Regions from separate parts of the Mus musculus genome. Here region 1 is linked to region 2. A link is a contact called in public Hi-C data. All regions are on one chromosome and are shown on one strand. The core of a region is the stretch at or near the end of the contact, and the rest is flanking DNA. Distances in the headings are between cores, read along the strand shown.

What was found. Hi-C and Micro-C count contacts between places; a contact is called where the count stands out from the background.
Region 1: a contact with region 2 is called in a Hi-C map of uterus, with 2.8 times the contacts expected there. The contact joins the promoter of Arl15 here to the enhancer-like site in region 2. A contact is called at or near these places in 4 of 39 promoter capture datasets (the HPC-7 cell line, frontonasal cranial neural crest, hippocampal neurons and 1 more), 24 of 484 Hi-C or Micro-C datasets (the AML12 cell line, cochlea, cortical glia and 12 more), 18 of 115 datasets of contacts at active chromatin or transcription factors (the SCID.adh cell line, bone marrow-derived dendritic cells, bone marrow-derived macrophages and 10 more) and 3 of 9 other capture datasets (adipose tissue, embryonic stem cells and pancreatic islet).

What each region holds. Positions count from the first base shown.
Region 1 is chr13:113,790,581-113,797,628 of GRCm38.p6, reverse strand. Arl15 (ADP-ribosylation factor-like 15) reads right to left here and starts at 3,121. Exons shown (of 5, transcript NM_172595.4): 1 at 2,933-3,121. The coding sequence starts at 2,980.
Region 2 is chr13:113,711,868-113,718,756 of GRCm38.p6, reverse strand. No RefSeq gene overlaps it. Among named protein-coding and RNA genes, the nearest start is that of Gm31276, 21 kb to the left of the region's middle. Within about 2 kb of position 4,671, at least 1 of the 459 cell types and tissues checked has an H3K27ac peak or open chromatin away from gene starts, as enhancers often do. A contact at or near this core is called in uterus, where this site is marked.

The sequences.
Region 1 (7,048 bases), core at 1,872-4,371, 80 kb before region 2:
AAAGGGGAAGAGATATGGCCTCCTCCGGTGACACCCGCATTATCTAGAAAAGATAAGACTTTTATGTTTAAATTGCTAAACAAATTCTATCTTGATTATCTTGAGTGTAAAAGATACATCCTGCATTCCAAAAATCAAAATACCTAATCCAAACAGATACTATCTTGGCTCAGTTTAGAAGCCAGAAGAGGACAGAATTACCTCTCAGGTCCCGCATCCACTCATCATCATGCAATCCCGGGCTCTAACTCCATGCCAGGCACCAAGCCAGGTACAGTAACCGGTGTAACATGTAATTATTTAGGATTTGCAAGGCATCCCTCTTTCCCTGAACCAAGATTAATAAAACCTCCGTCTTAAATATTAAGACAGAGCCTTCATCTTAGCTGTCACAAGAATAGTCAAGAAATTAACTGCAACTTCTAAGATCAGAGAGCTTTCTTCATCTGTCTTACCATTTCAGTGCTATCAGAAGTTGTTAAAAATAGCATGCACACACACTCAAGCACACGCACACACACTTCCTTTAGACTCTCCCCCAAATAAAATAAGTTAAGTGATAGCACCCAAATAAAGGACAATGGCTAACACCTCCACGTAGAGCTTTCCTTTCTGACATAACAACAAAAATCCCAGCACTGGAGAAGAAAGGATGGAGGGAGGGCACACATTACTCCTGACAGGGGCATGAAGAGGGCACTCACTCTAGTCCACTCTGCAAAACCTGCAGTCCAACTAGGAATGAAAGAAACATCCCCAGCCCCTCCTGGAAGGGAAATATAGGAACTTAGGAATCGATTAATAAGATGCCAGGCCCAATCAAAGAAATCGATCCTTTACTTTTTCAGAAACAGGATTTTAAACAGACACCATGCCAAGATTTCGCATGAGCAAACAAGCCACCTGGTAGACAAGGAGAATGGAGCGATGTATCTCACGGTTTTCTCTGCGAGTGGGTCAGCGGGAAAGCACAGTAAAGCAACCTCTCGAACTCCAGAGTTTGTTTTGTTTCCCCTCTGGTCCATTTAGTGGGGAAGGACTTTCTTCAGTGTTTTCACAGGGATACCTAACACACTCATAAAACCTGACCTGTCTCCTTTAAGACTTTGTTTTCTCCCCCACCCCACCTCCAGTATAGCCCCTGACTTTTACGGGACAGTTAGCTTCAAGGCACTTGGGAATTATTGAAAGCACACTGAAGTGGCCAAACAATGATTTTATACGAAAGCCAAAAAAAGGTGTTAGGGAAACAGGTAAAACAGATGGGCCAAGTCAAAGTGAAACCCAGGGCCCAGTGACAATGACCTAAACTCCCAGGGTAACCTTATACCTACAAATATTCATCCATCTACTCTGAACCCATGTCTACATGGCAGGTGACCTGAGCAATCTGCAATGCTGTTTTCCCTCAGGTCTTTTAGTGGGCCTGCTACCTCAAAGACAGCTATGTGCTGAAGTACTACAACAGTCTCAGCAGATCATGAGAATCCACCCCACCCCACCCCCCACCCCCCGCCCCGAATACCTCTCCGAATCACTAAGTATCCAAAATTAGCAGTACAGGTAAGATGCCCTATACTTTCTTCTTATTTGGTAATTTTTTTTTCTCAGCAAACTGGCGTTTTGTGGGGCAGATTACAAGACATAGCCATAGCATGATATGGGTAAACTACAAATCAACCAACCATTTAACTTTCAAAATAGCCTCCTGGACATATTTGAGAATCATCAACCTACAAGGACGCTTAAAGAATGTTCACAGATAGCCCACCTAACCTGGCGCAGCGATAACACCCCTTTATGACAAAGATAGAAGTCACTGCCATGAATACATAGACAGCAAAACCAAAATTCAACTGAGACTCTGACTTCGGCTCTGTTCTCAAGGTCGCGCACTAACTGGTCTCCATCCTTGCCAGTTTCTACACACCTGAATAAACCCTCATACACTGGTAACGTTACAACGCAGCCCTCTCTTTCTTGGTCTGGAAAGTATTCGGTCTTTCTCCGTACAGCCTTAAGTGTAATTCCTAGAAGGCACTGACAAATCTCTGCTAGGCCAATCTGCAGTGGAAAAACCATGTGTCCTACAGGATGACAGAAGGGCCAACACTTCTAACCCTCTACTTCAGCACTGCATGGCAACAGCCGTTCGTTCTGACACCATCCACGCAGAAAATGGGCAGGATCGAACACGGTTCATGTCAAAAAGGATCTGCTTGACCACAAACAGGCAGCTCTGTGGAAATACAATTTCTGGAACGAAAACACGAGGCTTGCACAATTCTAGAAACACGTCTAAGTGTTCCGTTCCAGCGCTGTGCTAAAAAAACTTTTCCTACCTAAACTTCCCAGCACGGGGCTGATCTCAAACCGATTGCCAAACCATGCACACCATGCACAAAAGCGGCGTGCACCACAACCACAGCCGCGGGGCAATGCCTGTCCCTGCCCAATCCTGCTCAGGCCGGGTTGCAATGTGGTTTAGTCCAGTCTACTTTCTGGTAATGTGTTTTTAAAATCCCGCCACGACCCAGGTCATTCCTTTAGAGATCTAATAACGACCAAATGACCGGACCTGCCAGGCACTTAGCGAGCCATTCTGCTTATGGCTCTTTAATAGCTCTTGGAGTTCTGCTAAGAGGAGAGCGGAAAACTCCAGCTTCCCCGGAAAGAAAGTCCTGCGCCGGGAGCGCGGAGAGGCGCGCGGAGCGTGGCCCCATCTCCCGCAGTCCCGCCGGTCCCCTCCGCGCCTTTACCTGTCAGCCCGTCCTCTCCCCCCGCCGCCGCCCCTCAGAGCCAGCCCCGGGAGAAAGCAACCCAAGGCATCCCATCCCAAAGAAAGAAAGCCGAGAGGCTGCTGCTCCAGGCAGGGGGCCATGGGCCACCGCGAGATCCGAGAGGCGACATGCCGCCGGCGCCCCGCACCTACCAGATAATCCATGTACAGAAACGCCTCAGTTATCCGGAGATCAGACATCCGGCAGCCTAAAGCATCCGGAATGGCTCCGAACCCGGAAAAAAAAAAAAAGCAGCAGCGTCTCGGGCTGCCAGCGAGCAGCTCCTGAAAAAGCCAGCAACAGCGAAGATCGCCGAGAGCAGCCGAGGAGCCGAAGATTACACCAGGGAAGCGACGATTGGCTGGGAGGGCGGGCCGAGGAAAAGGAGCGCGCTCATTGGCCGGAGTGTCTATAAAAGGCAGTCCCCCCGGTGGAGGGCAGCAGAGAAGCGCGGGACCCGGGACGGTGCTGGTTCCTGTTTGCTGGGGGAGGGGCGGGCGGAAACGCGCTGCGGCCCCGGGAGGCCGACTCTCAGCCTCTAGTCCGCTCGAGACCCGGCAAGCAGCCTGCCTGAGATTGAAGAGCAGCGGCGGCGGCGTCCCCGCCCACCCCTCCTTAAGAAAGCAGCCCAGGGCGGTGGGAGGCAGTTGCCCCGAGCGCCTTCCTGTGGCCTTGAAACGCCCTGGACCTGCGGATTAGAAGGGCAGACACCTTAAAGAAGGCAAACTGTGCAGTACTGGGGACTGCATTGACCCTCCAGGGTGTGGGTGTCTGCTACGGCGGACAACTTGAACTTGACCTTCCTGCGGCTCAGCACCAGTGCAGTCCAGACTAGGAACCTAGAGACTCACAAGTAAATTGATCACCCCAAACATTGAAGGAGACAGGCATCTGATCTTTGCATGCTTAATCCAATGTACCTGAATAGAATGAGCGGTGGGATTGTGAAAGTCCTCTAAAGGACCCAAGTAATACTGTTTGTGAACCTTATCTTAGGAAAAACAGAGCCGGTGCACTTGAGACTTGTGCGTTTCCTAAATTAAAAAAAAAAAAAAGAAAAAAAGAAAAAAAAAAGCAAGCCGGGCGGTGGTGGCGCACGCCTTTAATCCCAGCACTTGGGAGGCAGAGGCAGGTGGATTTCTGAGTTCGAGGCCAGCCTGGTCTACAGAACGAATTCCAGGACAGCCAGGGCTACACAGAGAAATCCAGAGAAACCCTGTCTCAAAAAAACAAACAAACAAACTTGGGGCCCGGGCAGTGGTGGTGCACGCCTTTGATCCCAGCACTTGGGAGGCAGAGAGGCAGGCGGATTTCTGAGTTCGAGGCCAGCCTGGTCTACAGAGTGAGTTCCAGGACAGCCAGAGAAATACAGAGAAACCCTGTCTCGAAAAACCAAAAAATAAAAAATAGAAAAATTTTAAAATTTTTTTAAAAAAGAATTACTTGGAATTGAGTGAAAATGGGAGTCAAGCGAGATAAAGACAACGGTCAGTTCTGGATTTTTTTTCTTTCACCTCCAAGATTCAGGCTAGAAAGGACAGTCAAGGCAAAGGTGAGACAAGATAAGCATGCCATTTGGAGTTGGGTATGGAGAGGAGTAAAATATAGAATGGCAAGAAAATAAAAATCAAAATTGAATCTACTGGCTTAGTGCAACTGAGACTTACTAACCCTGGAGTAAAACAAAACAAAACAGAACAACTCCTTTTAAGAAGTTATTACTTAAACACATATATCTTGAAAATTATATCAATAAAGGCCAGCTCTGTCTGTACACGTGTATTCAAAAATGAATATTAAAAGGGTGCCATATCTTTTGTACCAGTAATTCCATTTCTAGAAATTCTTAGGATAAGAGCTGTGGACAGTGTTCTAAGTGAACATTTCCTGCAATGATTATAGTAGAATTTTGTCGGCCTGGTGGTACCTTTAATCCCAGCAAAGATACAGGCAGATCCCTGAGTTGGAGACCACCTGCAAGGCTACACAGAGAAGAAACCTTGTCTCGGAAAAAGAAGAGGAGGAGTCTCCTATGATTTGTTAACACAGCACACTTACACAATAAAACTTTATACAGCTGTTAAACATTTATGAAGTTTCATAATGTAGTGAAGTTTATAGTGAACTCATACTCTTTCCTCGGATGTCACATGTCAAAGGAGTATTCTGAATGATAGAATTTGGAACACTAAGTTGCAAAAGTACTATTCTGTTAGTTCTTGCCAAACACTGCCCTCTTTTAAGGTGGTGACTAAAGTTTCCCTCCATTTCTCTCTGTCCCTACACACACATACACACACACACACACACACACACACACACACACTTTTTGTGTGAGTCTTCAGAAAACAAATATCATTAAAAGTTTACCCCAGGGCAGTGAAAATAGTTGTTAGACAAAACTATATAGTTCATTATAGAAAACCAAAATATTTACCCTAAATTTACACATAATCAGGTTCTGCGCACCCCCCCCACACACACACACACACACACTTATGAGTCATGTGACTAGATCTAATCTCTGAAATGCTTTCCTCAGATACAAAATGAGGAAAGATGGCTTTCAGGGTAATTAGAGGACTTTGATTGTATACATACACGTGTACAGACAAAGCTGGCCTTTATTGATATAAATTTCAAGATATATGTGTTTAAGTAATATCTTCTTGAAAGGAGTTGTTTGTTTTGTTTTGTTTTGTTTTACTCCAGGGTTAGTAAGTCTCAGTTGCACTAAGCCAGTAGATTCAATTTTGATTTTTATTTTCTTGCCATTCTGTTAACTCAAGCACATGTAAGTTTAGAAAAGATTTTTGACCAGGCTTCTGAACCTGAAAGACTTCCAAAAACCTGGCCTTTGTCACATCTGCTTGAAACCACAGAAATCAAAAAGCCTTTCAAAGGTCTCAGCAAAGTGACTCAGTCAAGCAACAATTGGTTTGTTTGTGTTTTCTTTCTCTCGTGGTTCAGCATACCCCAAATGAGAGCAAGAGCTGAGTTAGCAGAGAGACTTTCCATCCATCTTGTTGACCGTGTAAAGTTTTAAGAGCTCTGGTGATGGCTATGCAGAAATGTGCCATAAAGGAGATGGCGACTCCAGATGTGCTCATTGACACAATAAAGCTCAGTAAAGCTGTCTGGGCCAAGGGAATAAGGAATGTTCTGTATCACATCCGAGTATATTTGTCGAGAAAACGTAACAAAGATGAGGATTCGCCAAACAAGCTCTACACACTAGTAACGTATACGCCTGTTACCACATTCCAAAATCTACAGACAGTCCATGTGAATGAGAGCTAACCTGCTGAATGTCAAATAAAGTTGCAGAACTGCCAGATAGATAGATAGATAGATAGATAGATAGATAGATGGATGGATGGATGGATGGATGGATGGATGGATGGATGGATAGATAGATAGATAGATAGATAGATAGATAGATAGATAGATAGATAGATAGATAGATAAAACTGCCTTTAGTAGTTATGCATCACGCATGATAACTCTGAACTGGGTCAGGAAATGCCCCATTAATGTTTAACGGCATAAAGTTCTCTTTTATAAATATACTATGTTAACAAATCCTCTGTGACATAGCATGTTATAACTATCGCAGTGAGCATTTGCTTATGAAACTAGACACAGTTCTATATCCTGAAGCTTCCAGGCAGAGGAGCCACTCCACTTACTCCCTATGGAAACCAGTCAGTTGAGAGGCAACGCGGTCATAAAAGAGTTTTGCTACAATAAGCTAGCCGGTCGGAGAAGATGGGAATTCTTGTCCCTAAAGAGCCATTGTGCTGGGACATCGTGTACAGGCGAGTTGTAAATAGGAGAGCGATTATCCCAGGTTGATGGGTACCTTCTCACCGATGGAGGCTTACCCAAGTGATGTGTACATAATTGTAATCAGCCGGAGATGAGGGGTTACTCTTGCCCGCAAATGTCAAGAAGAAAGATCATTTCCTCTGAGCTGTTGCTGTCACTGGTTTGTGTGCCCACTTTCCATGCCTGACCTATTTATACAATAGACAGGCTAGAGAGAGCCGCTGCCCCAATGCCCTATCATCGGTTGCCAAACTCAATGTAAGAACTCAAGGAACTCTACTTCTTGTGTGATTATTGAAAAAAAGGATGGTGTTAGGGAAATGAACTCTAAGGCTCAACGTGGAACGGCACTAAGAAAGTTGCTAGGCACGGATGGCATCGTTCTTTTCAGCTTCTATGGATGCCTGCATCCCCTTACTTCTGGCAGTATCACATCACTC
Region 2 (6,889 bases), core at 3,422-5,921:
CTTCAGGTCCCAGTTCTGGCGCCAAAATGTTGCGGCCGCCAGCAGCTCGCAACGTGAACGGTTCGACTGAGAAGGCCGCTCGAGCTGTAAGAGAGGAATCTAGACGGGGCAAAAGAAGAAATGTAGCCAAGACAGTTACTCTGATCAAGGCTCAAATTTTATTGTTGTGACACCAGTTATGAAGGAAGGGGGAGGGGACCCGATTCCCGCCGAATAATCTCTGGTCCAGTAGAAAGGTGCACGTGTGTGGCTCCTCAGGTTCCAGCAGTGGGCGTGGCAGAACGAATGAGCAGGAAGCTCCACCCCGAGCAAGCAGGTTTCAGGCTGGGGGAGGGGAGACTACATGTATGCATGTGTGTATGTGTGTATGTATGTATGTGGTATAAGCTTATATGTGGGTAAACATATATGTGGGGGGGGGGAGTTTGGAGACTGGAGGGAAATGTCAGTTTGTCAATTGTCTTTCTCTGTCTCCACTTTTTCTTTTATTTCCTTCCCTTTTTCCTTTGACACAGGGCCTTTATCTGAACCTGAGTTAGGAAGCTTCAGGGATGCTCCTGGCTCTGCCTCCCCAGTGTTGGAATAACGGGTGTACACCACTGTGCCCAGCTTCTTACATGTGTCCCGGGGAGCCAGACTCAGGTCCTTACACTTGCATGTCAAGTACTTTAGCAACTGAACCATCTTTCTAGGCTCTGAAAAGAAATATTTCAACTGTTTTATTTGCATATACCTGCATATATGTACATATATATTCTCATTAGTTTATTGTTGATTTTTAATATTACATGCAGGGATTTTTTTTTATAGATCTCATTATGTACAGTAGAATGCAACTCCACAGGGTAATGGTGGTACATGCCTGTAATCTCAGCACTTGGAAGTGGAGGTATACGTTCAAGACCAGCATCCTAGGATACATGAAACCATGTCATAAAATCCATCACCATCATCACAAGAGATTACAACATTATGGTACCAACATACAATAAAGTTGACTGTCAGGCACTAAATACTTTTATAGAATTGTCTTAAATGTTACATTTATTCATATAGACTGAGAGTAGCTCTACCTTCCACAATTCATGTCCAACTTGGTAAAGTTTAAACAAAACATCAGGACATATGCTGCAATTGCATCAATTTATGTGGCACTTGAATTTCATGGGAATTTCAGTAAACATTAAAGTTGCACATACACAAATGTTCACCACCTCCTTGCCTGCCTCTCTCTACCTTCTATAAAACAAAATACAATTGCTTAGATAATTATATACAGGTTTTTTAGCAACATAAATATTTTTTGGAACATTAAAGTTCCTGCAGGGTTATTCTCTGTTGTTTGGGGGTCATCTTTTTTTTTTTATAGCAGGCAGATAAGGATCCCTGGCCCTTGATCTACAGTTCAAGGTCTAACCCCTCCCTCAAAGATGGCTTTGAGAAGACTACCTTCCCCACACATCTAGAGCACCATTGTTCGAAATCTAGATAGATTTCCCAGTTCTTTTTGTCAAATCCAGCTTGCAGCTGGCTGCCAAAATAGGAAACAGCTGAAACTCATTTAGCACAAAAATCTTTGACTGACAATTTTATCTCTGTTTTGCTTTTGGGGATAATTTACCTGTTGTTAGAATAAATGGCTGGTGTAAGGGAGAAAACTGTAGAGTTCTAAAACACAGCAGGAATTTTGATGATAGAATTTCTGCCAGCAGAACCTTCCAAGTTCTCCTGCCATCTGGTCTACCTTCAAAGTAAACACACGCCAGAAGCAGGTGTTTTGCACCTTTAAACCAAGAGTGCTGGTGGGAGTCTGACCATCTGGACAGCAGCAGGATTCTGTGGACTTACCTAGTTCCACGAGGAAGGTAGGAACCTGAAACTAAGTCACCTGGGCTGGATTCAGGAAAGTAGCACTCTTACCTGTATTCAGGGAGATACTCATGGAGGGGCTTGAGGGAATAGTGAATCCAGGTGGGGATATGCAAGAGGGGAGTGTTATTCACTAAAGTGTAAGCACAGAGGGGGGACAAACCCACATGGATAGTTCACAAGTCCCATCAGACAGAGACAGAAGGAGTTTAGTTTCAGAGAACTTAAGAGCAGTGGCTCTTGGAGGGTTTGAGTCCTTTGTGGAGGGAGGCATTCAGTCTGAGCTGAGCCTTCAGGGAGGGAATTGAAGACTCTTTCATTCTCTGCTTACTACTAGGGAAAATAAAACCTAATGGTGTCAGAAGGCAAAGCAGGCTGTCAATGTAGCAGAGTCACCTTCTGGGCAGTGAGAAGCAATAAACACATTCATTTACTTCTGCCAAGAATGGATGTGAGATCAATTTGACTATGTTGTGTGGAATATACTCTTTGTGTGTGTGTGTGTGTGTGTGTGTGTATGTGTATGTGTGTCTGTGTGTACTTGTAGAGGCCAGAGGGCAGCCTTAGGTATTATTCATTAGAGTTAATAACTGAGACAGGGTCTCTCTTTGGGGTCTTGGTCTCCCAACTTTGCCTAGGCTGACTGGCCAGCGAGCTCTAGAGCTCCATCTTTCTCTGTCTCCTCAGTGGTGGGATTAGAGGCACCAGCCACCATGGTCTGTTTTGTTCATGGGTAGTGGATGCTCACAGTCAGCTATTGGATGGATCACAGGGCTCCCAATGGAGGAGCTAGAGAAAGTACCCAAGGAGCTAAAGGGATCTGCAACCCTATAGGTGGAACAACATTATGAACTAACCAGTACCCCAGAGCTCTTGACTCTAGCTGCATATGTATCAAAAGATGGCCTAGTTGGCCATCACTGGAAAGAGAGGCCCATTGGACACGCAAACTGTATATGCCCCAGTACAGGGGAACACCAGGGCCAAAAAAAAATGGGAATGGGTGGGTAGGGAAGTGGGGGGGAGGGTATGGGGGACTTTTGGGATAGCATTGGAAATGTAATTGAGGAAAATACGTAATAAAAAAATATTAAAAAAAAAGAAAATAGATCTAGGAAATTATTGTTTAGTCTCTGGCTCCTATTAATACTCTGTTCTTAGTAACTGAAGACAAGTTGATGCAGAAGAAAGAACACAGACTTTGGAGCCAGACCTGGTTGGAAAATTGGTTCTGCATGGCAAGGAGGGAGGAAACTTGGCCCACTGCTTCGCTTCTGCACTCTGGCCTCCTCTTCTGTCTAATACAGAAGAGAGGTTGGTGAGGCCAGTCCTATATCGCTATGAAAACTAATGGGATTGCAAGTAAGAAATGGCAGCCATTAAAAACACCCATGCACTGTAGGTGTTTGGCTAATTTTAAACTAGGGTTCTCAGACCAGCTAGGTCAGCATTTCCTGTGACCTTGTAAAGGTATGCAAATCCCTGAGGGGTGGGGCCCAGCATTGGACATGATCATCCGTGAGAACCAAGTTATACCTTCTGTGATCTGCTGGAGGAACAGATTTTTTTTTTCCACTTCCAGATTCCTGTTCTTGTAGGAGGAGAGAGGCACAATATTGCCCTCTCCCAGTCCTCTTTCTGACTTATCCCTACCCGTGGAGATTGCTCCTAATCACATCAAAGATACATTTTGTCTTGCTATCTATGTGAGAAACTCTGGAGAAGGCACAAAAAAAATGTCTCGTACTTCCTTACTTCATAGCTAATTCTAATTCTGAGGACAAGTATTGGTGTGCTTTGCATCCACACTTTTTTTTTTAATTACATATTTTCCTCAATTACATTTGCATCCACACTTCTAAGCCTCCTCCAATCAGCTTTCTCAGTAATAAAGTTAGAATGTCGGCTTCTCTGCTTCATTCTTGCATTGCCGCTACTTTTCAATGGACCCTGGGAAGAGAGACATTTTACCTGGTGGTATCTTCCAAAATTATCCCCCTAATAATCTCAACTTCAGGTAGTCACACCTTCCCCATTTTTTAAATATCTGTATGACTAGTACAATATTGTAAGTTAACGCCACACAACCTCTTCTGAGTTTATAAAGATATTCTGAGCCGGGTGTGGTGGCGCACGCCTTTAATCCCAGCACTCGGGAGGCAGAGGCAGGTGGATTTCTGAGTTCGAGGCCAGCCTGGTCTACAAAGTGAGTTCCAGGACAGCCAGGGCTATAGAGAAACCCTGTCTCGAAAAAACCACAAAAAAAAAAAAAAAAAAAAAGATATTCTGTTGTCTGTCCCCCCAGCTAATTGCCATGTATTGTGCATTCCTATGCAGAAGTCATTTTTCCAACATCCCTATAAGTAAGACTAGAAACGGAACTTTCAGCTGCACTCAAGAAGAGGACAAAAAAAAAAAAAAAAAAAAAAAAAGCCCTCGAGTATACAATGGCTGAAGCCTCATGCAATACCCTGAGCCCCCAAATCACCACCAAACCATTCCTGGATTCCTGGTCCTCTGAAATTGTGTGAGACAATAAGTGTTTATTATTTTAATATTCTAGACTCTGGGGTGATTTGTAATATTGCAATAGACAACCACAAAGAATAGCCACAGCGCAGGCCTGGCTTTGGAGTTAGGCAAAGAAGGCGGGTGGAAAGAACTGAAGAATCATAGCCATGTTATGGTTGAGATCTAAAAGAAAGTGAGAAAAACTGTGTTGAAAACAGGTCTGCCTGTTGAGGTAGAGCCAGAAATCTTAAAAACAGTGTTATGTGCAGTGATGTGCAAAGCAGAACATGTAAACAAAGAACTGGATGATCCAGCTGAGGGGATTTCAAGACAGCCTGTTAAAGGCACCATATGGTTTCCCTTAGCCCTTTGTAAGACACAAGTGGAGAGAGATAAGTTAAAGGAACGACCGCTAGGTAGGAGCCAGGACTCAAAGAAGCCCAGCCTCTAGGGATGGCAAATGATTTTAAAAATTAAGAAATGCCTTAAAAGCAAAGTTTAAACTCAGGGCACTGTCATGGTAACTCGGCCAAAAGTTGAAGCTGAGGGAGGGACTATAAATTCTCTGCTATGATCTCAAAGTCATCAAGAGACTACCTAAGGAGCAACCACATCAGCCACACAAAAGACCATTGTATTAGTCGGGTTTGCGTTACTACAGAGAAATAATTGAGGCAACTAACATATAAAAAGAAAATAGTATGTTTAGCTTACAGTTTCAAAGGCTTAGATCCCAAATAAGGTAAAGAGGGCAGGCTCAGAAAAACTCATTTACTACCTCACTTCATGGTAGATGGCTATGGCAGGCATGTGTTAGAAGCAGACAGATGAGTGGATACCCAGAGAATTAAAAACACGGATGCCTCCAAGAGTGTAAAGATCTCTTACTAATCCCCAGTTTATAAAGGCTCTGCTACCTTCTAATCATACCACTCTGGAGACTAAGTCTTTAATATATGAACCTTTGTGGGAGAATCAATTAAGCCTTAAACCAATTAAGGCTATGACTCATCGATCCTCTCAAAATAGGGCTTCTACGAAGCTTAAGAACTTTGCTCTTCACAGAATCACAAGATGAAAAAGGGATTAAATATCTTGCAGACATATTTTCTTGACTTTTGTCTAGTAGAATCCACCTGATACAAGTCCCAGGAGATTCATGGAAGTTTTGAAAAAATATTAAATCAGCAGACATCTTTCTAATAAGAACCCAAAGGGATAGAGACAGCCAAAGGCCTTTATATCCACCCTATTCCTATTGTACTGAAAGCTCAGGAAAAACTGGTGTCCATATACTACACTTTATGAAAAAGAAAGTGTAACTCAGAAGGTATAGTCAAGAAGCACAGAATACTCCCAGGATAGGACTGAGCCTTACTGCAATTCAGCATACCTTGGATGGATCTGTGAGCTGCTTCAATTTATCTCCTTTAGAACATGAATACATGTGATGTTTATTCTACTCCTGATCTAATACTGTATGGTCTGAGTTTGCAGGGTTTTTTTTGTCTGGAGAGAACTGCACTTGTGATGGTTTGTGATGGGTTGTCCATAGAACAATATCTGGAATCTCCCAGGAGACAAACCTGTGGGCACAACTGTGAAGAAGTTTCTAGATTAGGATAATGGAGGTTGGAACATTCCAAGGCCTTGGGTTCGAGACTAGACAAAAATGGGAAATTGAGCTGACCATCAGCATTCATCTCTCTCTGAGCAGAGTGAATGCATTTTATATGTGGGAGAGACATGACTGCTAAGGGCCTGAGGACAGACCCTGACTACCAGTCTATATAACATGGCCTTCTCTTGGTGCTTACACACTGTTTTGTTCCCTCCCACACTGTGGTGGTTTGAATATGCTTGGCCCAGGGAGTGGCACTATTAGAAGATTAGAGTAGGTGTGGCCCTGTTGGAGTAGGTGTGTAACTGTGGGTGTGGGCTTTAAGACTCTCCTCCTCACTGCCTGGAAGCCAGTCTTCTCCTAGCGGCCTTCAAATGAAGATGTAGAACTCTCAGCAACTCCTGCACCATGCTTGCTTGGACACTCCCATCCTCCTGCCTTGATGATGATAATGGACTGAACTTCTGAACCTGTAAGCCAGACCCAATTAAATGTTGTCCATATAAGAGTTGCCTTGGTCATGGTATCTCTTCACATCAGTAAAACCCTAGCTAAGACACACACTGTGTGCAAACTCATCTGCATTAAAGTAAGACAGGAAGAGATGTTATGTTGTTTCTGAGACACTGTAGTTTCCATCTCTTTTCGGTCATTCTGTCAAGGGCCATGTGAGCAAGCTGGGGAACCTCTGCCAACCCTTCAAATGACTCCAGCCTCAGGTGACAGTTTGACAATGGTCTCCTGAATCACTTGCATCCATCTGAGCTACTCCTGGGTTCCTGACCTTTAAGATAATGGCTGTTTTAAGCTCTTAAATTTGGGAGTAAGTTTTTAATACAACCACAGACAATTAGTATACACTTCCAACGAATTTATAGTACTTATACC